Regions from separate parts of the Rattus norvegicus genome. Here all the other regions are linked to region 2. Evidence: chromatin contacts called from public Hi-C data. All regions are on one chromosome and are shown on one strand. The core of a region is the stretch at or near the end of the contact, and the rest is flanking DNA. Distances in the headings are between cores, read along the strand shown.

The links. A called contact is a pair of places that touch in the nucleus more often than the background predicts.
Region 1: a contact with region 2 is called in a Hi-C map of Schwann cells, with 4 times the contacts expected there. The contact joins the promoter of Ssr3 here to the promoter of Tiparp in region 2. A contact is called at or near these places in 9 of 12 Hi-C or Micro-C datasets (the A7r5 cell line, Schwann cells, frontal cortex and 6 more) and 1 of 1 datasets of contacts at active chromatin or transcription factors (oligodendrocytes).
Region 3: a Hi-C map of Schwann cells shows a contact between it and region 2, with 5 times the contacts expected there. The contact joins the promoter of Lekr1 here to the promoter of Tiparp in region 2. A contact is called at or near these places in 11 of 12 Hi-C or Micro-C datasets (the A7r5 cell line, the Rat2 cell line, Schwann cells and 6 more) and 1 of 1 datasets of contacts at active chromatin or transcription factors (oligodendrocytes).

The regions. Positions count from the first base shown.
Region 1 is chr2:151,932,936-151,936,754 of GRCr8, reverse strand. Ssr3 (signal sequence receptor subunit 3) reads left to right here and starts at 1,593. Exons shown (of 5, transcript NM_031120.3): 1 at 1,593-1,747; 2 at 2,729-2,855. The coding sequence starts at 1,615.
Region 2 is chr2:152,061,855-152,065,258 of GRCr8, reverse strand. Tiparp (TCDD-inducible poly(ADP-ribose) polymerase) reads right to left here and starts at 1,490. Exons shown (of 6, transcript NM_001107679.3): 1 at 1,277-1,490. It overlaps LOC102554278 (a long non-coding RNA gene), which reads left to right and starts at 232. Exons shown (of 4, transcript XR_005500996.2): 1 at 232-790.
Region 3 is chr2:152,199,177-152,202,638 of GRCr8, reverse strand. Lekr1 (leucine, glutamate and lysine rich 1) reads right to left here and starts at 1,457. Exons shown (of 13, transcript NM_001115029.2): 1 at 1,034-1,457.

The sequences.
Region 1 (3,819 bases), core at 344-2,843, 130 kb after region 2:
AAGGAAGCACAGTTACAAAGACAGGCTCCTAAATTTCTGTTCATGAGTTGGTTAGAGATGGAGAAAGGGACAAAACAAGTGCTTGTGAAACCTAGCCTTTTAACCAATGCAAAGGAATAAAATGGGTGTGGTTTGCTAAAGCAGGAAAATCTAGGGAGCAAAGAATGGAGAAAAGTTTTGTTTTCTATCATTCCCATTCACGCAGAGAAAAACCCAGCAGCAGCAGCAGGAGTGGACCCAGAGATTCTGAAGTGAGCACTTGCAGTTTGCTTGAAAATTCGCTAGATGGTTCTTATTTATTTACTTATTTCTTTGGTGATGAAATTGAGGACACTTGCTGTTGAGAATAGATGGACTTATATTTCAGGAAAACGTATTGAAGAATCTGTGTGGAGAACCAATTGAAAAAAAGACTGAAGATAAAAAGCACAGTGAGGATCCTTGCTCTGTAGATCAATGCCATTTAGATAAAGCAAAGGGAAAGTGCTATCTACAGACTGCTAAGAGGAAGCCGGAGGTTGAGGAAGTTTTGCCCTGTGCAGTGTAATGTTTACAGCATTGTAGTGAAGAAAAACACTTGCTGGGAAGGGATGTGGTTGTGTTTGTCTTTTGAAAGAAAAACGCAACCAGCTAGTCAGTTAAAATGGCATCTGTGCTAATATTGCCTTTCCGGCTTCAGAGGAGTCCTGCCAGAGGTCTTCAGTGTCATTTGGAACACTGGTGGAATGCTACTTTAAAAAGGTTCAAGCTGAAATAGAAAGAAACAAAATGGTAGAAATTTGTAAAGGCATGAGGCAAGTATTGAATGTTATCACCATTTGAAGATCATCATGGTTTTAGTGACTTCCTTATGTCTGTTTCTTGGGTGAATAGAGCCCATGCCCAAGAGACTAGGGCCTGTCTGTCACCTTCAGGTTCACCATTTGATGATGATGATGATGATGATGATGATGATGATGTAATAATAAAAAAACCAAACTTTAGGCCATGCAGATGGCTGAGAGGGTAAAGACACAAACCTGACAATTTGGTTCAATCTCTGGGACCCAGAAAGTAAAAGTAGAGAACTAACTTCCTCAAGCTGTGTTCTGACAACTTTGTGGCACGGCCTTCCAACCAACTAATCAATCAATTAATCATCAATCAATGAAACAATCATTCAATCAGTGTAATAAACTTAAAAAGAAATAAAAAGTGCACATATGAAATGAAATACCAATAAAGTTAGTTAGTTAAAACAGAGTACTGCTTGCACGGTTGCTCATGTCAGTTAACCAAGCCTGCCTCTGGAGACTGAGGCAGGTGAATTGGAAATCAGCTTTAGTTACCTGAGGTCCATAAATATACACTAAACTACAAATCCCGCCATTCCTTGTGGCGTTGAGAGCCACGTACCCTGAAGGATGCGGAAGTCTTGTCTACCTATCCAATCGTGTTTTGAGGCTTGTGAAGCGACGGCAGGCTGGCCAATCCTAAAGTAGCGTGCCCTGCGGAGACCCGCCTTCGCGTTGCGCTGACGGGTCGCGGGCGGATACGCGGCTGGGGCGGACGTAGACGCGGCCTTCTGAGTCTTCCCTGTCTCCCTGCTCCCATCCTCAAGTCTTTTGCTCCGCAATGGCTCCCAAAGGCGGCTCCAAGCAGCAGTCCGAGGAGGACCTGCTCCTTCAGGATTTCAGCCGCAACCTGTCCGCCAAATCGTCGGCGCTGTTCTTCGGGAATGCGTTCATCGTGTCTGCCATTCCCATCTGTGAGCCTCGGGCAGGCGGCGGGGACGTGGCGGGCGCGGTGGGGGAGGCCAGAGGCGGCGGGGAGGCCTAGTGTCGGGGCGGAGGGGGGGGGGGGGTGCGGCGGCGTCCTCGGGAACTCACTTGCCGCGGACTTCTGAGCCGGGCGCGGGTTCTGGCCGGGATTCGCTCATTGGTACACTGTCCTTCCCCTCACAACACTTTGACACTACGAGGTCTTTAGTGAGCCAGTGGGAGACCCACCAATAACCTTCACTGAATTAGCAACGTGACTCCCCTCATCCCTGAGCATCCTTTTGACGTGCAGAATGACAGGTTAGGCTGTGCTAGAGGTCCGCGGTCAGCCTTGTTTAGGATTTCAATAACTCCCAGAGAGCAACTCGAGACTTTGAATGAGAAACTGTCAACCTGAAGGCTAAGACTGTTTCCAAGCTCAGGTTTTCCGAGTTTCCCATCTCCTGACCCACGCTGCCACAATGTTGCTGGCCAATCACGTCCAAACGTATTTTGTTATTGTGGCCGTTTTAAAAGCTCAGCGTGCAGTGAATGTGGTGTGGAGCCCCCTGGTTCACTGGCCCGACCATGCATTGTTTTGATTTCAGAGCAGCCACGTCAGCAAGTTAACCAGTGATTTGGGACAGACAGTATTTGACTTAAAATGGCCTGTATTTTAACTTACTAGCATTCCATGAATGAAATCTTTATTCTTATTTGTGATCTCTCCCCTCTCAGTTTGTTCTCAAGTCAGAAGATGAAGAAATTTCTAGACTAGCAATGTCCCCACAACCTAACTTTCTGAACCGGGAAAGCCCTGAACTCTGGGACTAACCCAGTGTATTGGCTATCTCACCTCTAGTGAAGTTCCTCAGATACTGGGTAGGATTTACTGACTCTCATTTACCTGGTTTAGCTGGAGTTAACTCTGGCAGGCAGGTGTAAAGGGGTCGTAATGTGTTGTGTCCCTTCCTTTTGTCTTACCTCAGGGTTGTACTGGAGAATATGGCATATGGATCTTATCCAGTCTGCTGTTCTGTACAGCGTGATGACGTTAGTAAGCACTTACTTGGTAGCCTTTGCATACAAGAATGTAAAATTTGTTCTCAAGCACAAGTAAGTACCCTAACCCCAACCCCAACCTGCATATTTATGGGAGGGTGGCTTCTTAGAGGTGGTTTATATTTATTTATAAGCATTGGTTTGAAGTGTGTGTATACTTTGTGAAGAGAGCAATGCCTGGAGAGTTGATAACCTCTTGAGCCATGTGACTGACACGTCAGTGGAAATAGGTGTTGAGGGTGGAATATTTAATCCAAGTTTTTAATTGATGGTTTGATCAGAAAAGCAAATCTATTAAATAAACGAATGCTTCTGAAACCCAATGGATTTCTTTCTAGAAATTGCTCTAGACTGCCCATTTACTAATTTTGGAAGCAAAATAATTAAAAATTCTGGGACATTTTCAATGCCATTTACAATTTTTTTAATTTTGGAAGTCTGTTCATGTAGAAGACAACCATATTTCTTGAATTTCAAGATCATATATAGTAAGACAAATTATTTTAATAGCTTTTGGAGAAGAAAACTCAAGTTTTACCTCAGTGAATTTTTATATTTTAAGCACTTGTATCTGTGCTTTCCTAAAGGTGGAACAGGAGGGTGGATGGAGCAGGCTATTCTCTTGTTTATTCAGTAGGGCCTTTTAGGTTTGTTTCTTCTTTGAAGCTTTTTTTTTTTTTTAATGATTTACTTCTTATTTTTGAAGTGTGTTTAGGTGATTGTGGGTGTGGTTGGTGTCTCCCTGGCCTGAGGAGTCGAAGAGTGTGTTAGAGCCCTTGGAGCTGGAATTGCACAGAGTTCTGAGCCACCTGAACTCAGCTCTTTTGCAAGAGCAATGTGTACTCCTAACTATTGAGTCTTCTCTCCAGCTTTTAAAGGCAGTAGGGATTCTGAGCTTAACTATGTCTATTTACTTTTTAAATTATGGTTGGGGATTTAGCTCAGTGGTAGAGCGCTTGCCTAGCAAGCGCAAGGCCCTGGGTTCGGACCCCAGCTCTGAAAAAAAAAAAAAAAGGAA
Region 2 (3,404 bases), core at 241-2,740:
GGTGTTAGTCTAAGTACAAAAGATTTTTTTTTCTTTAAAAGAGTTCAGTATGAGCTGGCATTGTTAGGGAAAACCTCACGAAGGAGGGATCTGACATGAGACATAAATAACTGGAAAGCAGCCAAGCCAGGCGTTATTATTCATCATTCGGTGCTTTTGCCTCAAGGCTCAGTTGGCACAGATTGTGGTATTCCCTCTCCGTATCAAACCGGCCTGTGCCTTCCCCTACGCACGCACACCACCCCTCCTCCTATCACACCAATCCAGGCAAAATACTAAAGCAATTTTTATTTATATGTCTGCACACGCACATGCACGCACGCACACACACACTCGCACGCACACAACTTTTCCTCGTACTGCCCTCCACCAAACTCGGAAACTAAACTAGGAAGCAGAGGAGTGCGGAAGCCACCAGTTCCTCAATTAGTTTGCATAACAGAAAAATAAAGATTGGAAGGACGTTTCCTCCGGTCGCCCGCAGCGGGCAACCCAATCGCGCCACCCTTCACCTCGTGACGCCTGGGTCGTCTGGCACTACCGGCTGGTCACACCTTCCATGGAAACCGCCGGCTCCAAACAGCCTGCGGAGAGACGCCCGGGTCCGAGCGACGCCTCCTGCCGGCCGCGGTCTGCGCAGCCACGACCTCCCGCCGCGCCCGTTCCAACGGGCTCCGCACTTCGCCGTGAGGGTGAGCATCCCCGCCCTCACCTTGTCCTCAGGAACCCTGGCGCCCCCTCACTCCCGGCCCACCCTCCTCAGGACCCGACCTCCCCGCAGCCACTCACGGTGAGTCCACAATGAAATTTCCCTCGGCCCTGCCTCCCTCCGAGGACCGTCCAGGAGCTTGCGGGGCCGAGCCGCAACGGGCACTCCGGGTGGCGGGGAAGAGGAAGGGGGACCGGTGCGCACTCAAAGTTAACTCGAACACAGCCTGTAAACTTCTGGGCTGCAGCCCGGAACGCGCGCCGGCCGGAACTCTCCCGCAGCGCCGAGCCCTCCCGCGGGGGCTGCCCGGGCAGTAACCCCCCGAGGGGAGTCGCCGGCGGCCCCGCAAGCGGTGCGGCGCCAGTCCATCTATACACCTGCCCAACTCCGGGCGACCAGAGCTTAACCCAATCCCACCCCGCCACCAACGGACGCGAGCGCATTCGGCTCTCCCGGGCAGTCTATGGATCCGCCGCTGTCCCGGCGGGGACTCGGGGAGGCGAGGCCAGCGCCCGCCATCCCGCTGGGGTCCCTCCACCGCTCGCTGCCCACCCCGAGCCCTTTTACCTCAGGCAAGCTGCCCTCAGAACGCAGCACAGGCGCGGCGTGGAAGGTCCGGCTCTGCGCCAGCGGTCTGAGCCGAGGGCAAGTGCCGGTGTCTAGGGTTCGTGGGCGGCCGACTCGGCGAGCGGGGCACGGGCCATTCCGCGGACTTGGGCGCAGAAAGCCGCAACTGCTCTCCGGGTTCCAGCTCGCTCGCCTGTCAGCTCCAGCTCTGCTTTAAGTGGCTTCCGGTCTCCTCCTCCCGGCCGGCTCGTCTTGGGGGCGGAGCTTCAGCGCTGAGAGGGGGTGGGGTGGGGTGAGGGGGCCGGGCGATCAGTGGGTGCCGGGAAGCGGACCCGCCTCCCGTGCGCGTGCGCCTGACAGAGGGGCGCGCGGCGGCTCTGCGCTCCGGGATTGGGGGGGACGCGTCCACTGGAGAGCGGCTGAGGGTCCGGGAGGGTCGGCCCGTTTGCGAGGGCCCTGTGCGCGCCTGCGAGGAAAGGAGGCGCGTGCGGCGTGGGGCGGGCTCCACCTGCCTGCCGGCGGACGCAGGGTCACTGTGTTCCGCGGACAGCCCAGGCACGCGATGTGAGAGAGGATGTGAGACGGAACGGCCGGTTTCGGTGCGGTTGCCTTTGTTTATCTGCCTCCTTTCAAGACGCTTCCAAGTCCGGAGGGGAAGCGAGTGGCCGCCTCCGCCGCTGCCTCCTCGCGGGGTTGCGGGCCCCGCGCCATACGGGCGGGAAGGCTGCGCCCGCCCCGCCGCCTGTTCTCGGACACCGACTCAGCCTCCGCTAGGGGAAGCCAGTGTTAGGGTTTTGACAATAGAGATGCCTATGCGCGTGTTTTACAGCCCACGGACACCGTAGTGACTAATTCATTTAACAAGTCAGAGCACCTATTACGCGCCGAGCTTGTACTAGGTTTAGAACTACAACCTTCATCACTCAGGCCCCACGCCTGCCCTCGTAGAGACTTAGGGAACCGAGAGTTAACCTCAAAAATATACATGAAACTATCATCTGGATTGTAACTTCATGTATTCAATAGTTTTTTAAAAAGGGAATAAACATTATATTAAATTAGTATAATCTGAATTTCAGAAAAATTAAAAGATGTTATTCCAAAAAAGTGGAATTCTGGAAAAATATGCTAAAAAAGAGGATGTAGTTCCCAAATTTTATGGCACTACTAACCCAGATTAAGGATCACCTAGTAGTATTGTTTCAAATTGCATCAAGTCAAGGCCCTCAAACTAAAGTGGAAAGGTTGGGGCAGAATTCAGAAACAAGAACATAAGCAAAATGAAACTCTAGTTTAAAAAAATTATAAGATTGTAGTATTTCCAACTCTTAAAAATTGTACCAACTTCACCTGCTAACTTAAAATGATTATCAAAAATTTTTGCAAAAACAATGGTTTAAGTTTACAGTTTTATGTTGGGTTGCTTCCAAAGTTGATCCTGGGACACACACTTGCAGCCCTCATGTCTCAGGTCGGACATGCCATATTTGGGTTTAAATTTATCATTTTAGTGCTTATTTCTTGTCTCATCTATTTTGTTTGTTTGCTTTTCTTTCATGCTGTTTTGAAAATTCCATTCTAACAATTTTTATACGTTCTTTATACTTTGAGTAATGTTTCAATTACTGCTATGTACAAATCAGCCCCCCAAACATAGTTATTTAAAACCATAACTGATTTGTTCATGATGCTGGACTCTGCTTAGGAATTTCATCGGGACATAGTACCAGTAGCTCATCTGTATGGCATGATGGCTGGGCTTGGCTAGTCTAACTGAAATCACTTAGAACATGAGGTTGAAGCTAGCTAGTGTCTCAGGCAAAATAAGCAGACAGTAATGTGGAAAAGGCAAAGGTGGAAGCTAAGAATGCTAGAGAAAAAGAAGGCTTCTCCACCTGGCTGATTGAGGCTTCCTCATAAAATGATAATCTGAATTACAAGAGGGGGCATTCCAAGAGAACAAGCCTTAATATATGCAATCAATATGATTACTAATATGTCACTGACCCAAACAAATCACATGACCAAGTTCAACGTCTGGGAAGGATAACATCTTAATTCAATAAAGAGTTGATAATTAGAGGTAGTTTCAGAGCTAGTTTATTCTTTAAATATTGGTTTCTAGAAA
Region 3 (3,462 bases), core at 208-2,707, 140 kb before region 2:
ATGAGCTGTCTTCCCACATATAACACAAGACAATGTGTGTGCTTGGTAATGTTAACTATGGGAGTAGAGTTAATGATGTTGACATGGGTCCAAGTGACCAAGTACATAATCTGATACTGTCATAGTCACATGGTGAGAAACCAGAAGGCTTGTTCCCTTCAGTTAAGCCATCATTAGTAAATGGAAACGATAGTATCGTCGGCTCCACAGAACCATTTTCCCCTTAAATAACCAACCATATGTCCTCTTAAAGTACCATCTACAAAAGTATTAGCAAGCATGGACCTAAATAACGTATAAATTCAAGGTACCAGTGGGATATTTATTATTTAATGCCTTTCACTGTGACTACTCTAATGTATTACTATATCATCAGAAGGCTTCTGGTTATGAAAGAAAAATTAAAAATGGCACCCTGGTAAATTAGAAGGATCTCCAAGACACAGGGGTGGAGAAGAAACTGATTTTAATGCACATGGCAGAAGACATGGTGACAAAATTAGGGATCTCATTTTTTTCATGCAGCCAAGATAGAGTCGTTGGATTCATCCCAAGAACATTTGTAACTTGTCCCTGTATAAAGAAGTCTTTAACATTATTTTATTGTAAACCCATGTAAACTGTGAGTACGAACTGTAGTAACTCGCTGCTTTTCTGATAAGCAATGCATGATGGTTACAAGAGGTAGGCACCTTAAATTCCCGAGGTGACTGACTACAAGGGCACTACTTTCTTTAACGTTTATTTTTGTTATGCCTGTATTTTAAAGAAATGGCTTCTAAGTCTTTTAGAATTGGGTCTTTACAAAGATGTGACTACCCATGAAAAGAACTGTGGAATTCGCAGATAATTCTGCTTTTCAAGAACTGTGGGGCTGTTTGCTCTTTAGCAGGAGAAAACTTGTGATTTTTAATTTGCCCATTCATTACTTTACTAAACAAGTTCCTTTCGGTCCTTCCCAGTATATATGTGGAAACTGTCCTTGGCAAAAGTACAGTAGTACGTGGCCGCTGCTGCGTGCAAGTTTACGAACCTTCTCTGTGACACTGGTCACGAGATAGACGTGTGTGTTCTTAAATGCCGAAACGTCCTTGGTGGTTCATTTCCGACTCTTACACCGGTGTCACGCCCGGTCATTAACTCCGGTTCTGCTTCCAGGCCCTTCCTCTAGTACCATTCCCGGGCCGTGATTCACAAGAGGGCAGGTCAGGGGCAGGAGAGCGGGAGGTCACGCCCCGCGACTGCAGGAAACTAACTGCCCGACTCGACCGCGCCGGCCCAGGCCTCGCCCGAGGCACCGAGAGGCCGCCCTGCCTTCCTCCTCCCCGCCCCCGCTGCCCCGCCGTCCCGCGCGGCTGGCCTTAGCCCCGGAACAAAGTCCCTGCCGGCCTGGTCCTCTGAGAACTGAGAAAGGCCATGACCCTCACCTAGCCCGGGACTCCGCTGGGTGTAAAACGGCTTCCCCGGTCTCCCGGGCGACCGCACTGCACGTTGTCCTGACGTCAGAGCGCAGTGACGTCACTGCCCACGCCGTCGCCGACGCGGAAGCAGAGCTCCTTTGCATCACTTGTCCCAAAAGCGAGCTAGACGGAAGCTGGCGAAGGCGGCGGGGGTCGGAGGAGAGGGCGGATTTACGCGCGGTTCTGTGACGGACCGGGTTGAGGTCTGGAACCCGTGGGGACGACAGGCAGCGGAAGTGGGGGGCAGTGTGGTCTACTGCAGGGGCAATCATTGCTCTCAAGAGGAGGAAAAAGATGCTTTTAAATGGAATGACAGCACATCCTCAGCCATTGCCGCGAGGGCAGATTGACTGGGGAAGGCTTGCGTAGAATTTCATTCTATTCCGAAAGTCAAGATGAAAGGTTTAGCTCATGAACTGTTAATGAGACGTGCTATTGAACACTCAAATTGTGGAAGGCCTCAGGTTTTTACGCACTGACGACTTACCTTTATTCATACTTTATTCATAAAACAAATATTGATGACCTACTACGAGACAAGCAAGCAGGATGAGATGATGCTTGGTGACTAACACAGGCCACTAGTATGATTAGTGTCTTCTTCGTAGTCTGCTCCTTTTTCAGGATTATCTGCGGTCTAAAGTGCTGATACTCCAGGAACTAAAGAAAACAGTTTCTTTGCAGAAAAGACAGTAATTACTGTTAAAGAATAATTTGCATGAATAGAAAGAAAAGACACTGAAGAGAGGAGGGTGAAAAAGTGGTTCAAAATAGTGCCAGAACTATTGAAGCTGCTGGTTGATACCTAGTTTGAAAATAGCCACATGAAAATAGTGAATACTTCCCTAAGTCATGAAAGGTATAGTTAATACAGAAACAACAGTTACTTACTATTGTGTAACTATTATTATGTGCCATATTGAATACATACCAGTGTGCTAGAAACAGAAGGCTTCCGACAGCATCACCACAAACACTTGAGTTATGCATTGCACAAAATGTTACCATAACTTTAACATCACTGGATATTAGAAATTGTATAGCCAGTGTACTGGTCTGTTATTAACCAAAAATACTGTTATAGAGCACATAACTACAGTTTTGGCGATAATATTCCTTACTGAGCATTTATATCTAAAAGGGAAGGCACCCGTCTGAAAGTGGGGTAAAATACCGTGGAAACGCTGTAATTCACTTTCATCTATGCCTACTCATTACACATCACCCTGAGTCCATTTTCCTTGCCACTATAACTGCCCCTCAAACCTAAATCTCATTGCTGATTAGCCACAAGCCAGACTTTCTGTAGGGGTGCCCCATGTGAATTTGTGCCTAGTCCGATTGCATCTTGTTATGCCGTGTTTAGTGAATATTACTAGAAGGCTTGGACTTTCCTGAAGAAAAATGGAGGAGCAGTGAATCTGGGGGAGAGGGGAGATTGGGGGCAGGGGCCTGGAGGAGTAGAGGGCAAGGAAGATACAGTTGGGATGTATGAGAGAAGAATAGAGAAAAAAGAGGCCATGGATTTGGGGGAGAGTGGGGAGAGATATATGTTGTAATTAAAATACAATATCAAAAAAAATCTAAATCCTTCAAAATGAAAAAAGTAGATAAAGTTTCTTTAAAAAAAAAAGTTAGCAGGTTAGCACAGGTCGAAATATGACTGGAAAGTACTGAAAAAACTTATTTAAAAAAAAAAAACCAAAAAACGACAGCTCCAAAAACTGTCCTGTGTTGACATTTTTTTCTTGATTATCTATTGATTGCAGTTTCTTCCCCTCTTTTCCCATCCTTCTTTTCCCATCCCATTACTGCCTATTCTATAACCGAAATTAAAATATTCCCATTGTAGGGTGTGTGTGTGGGTGTGGGTGTGGGTGTGATGTTTCAGAATGAATCGAGAGCCTACGTGTGCTAGGCAAGTGCTTTACTCTTGAGCTATACTGGTCAGTCAGCTTTTTCACCTTTCACTGTGACTTTTAAAGATAAGCCACCATATAAA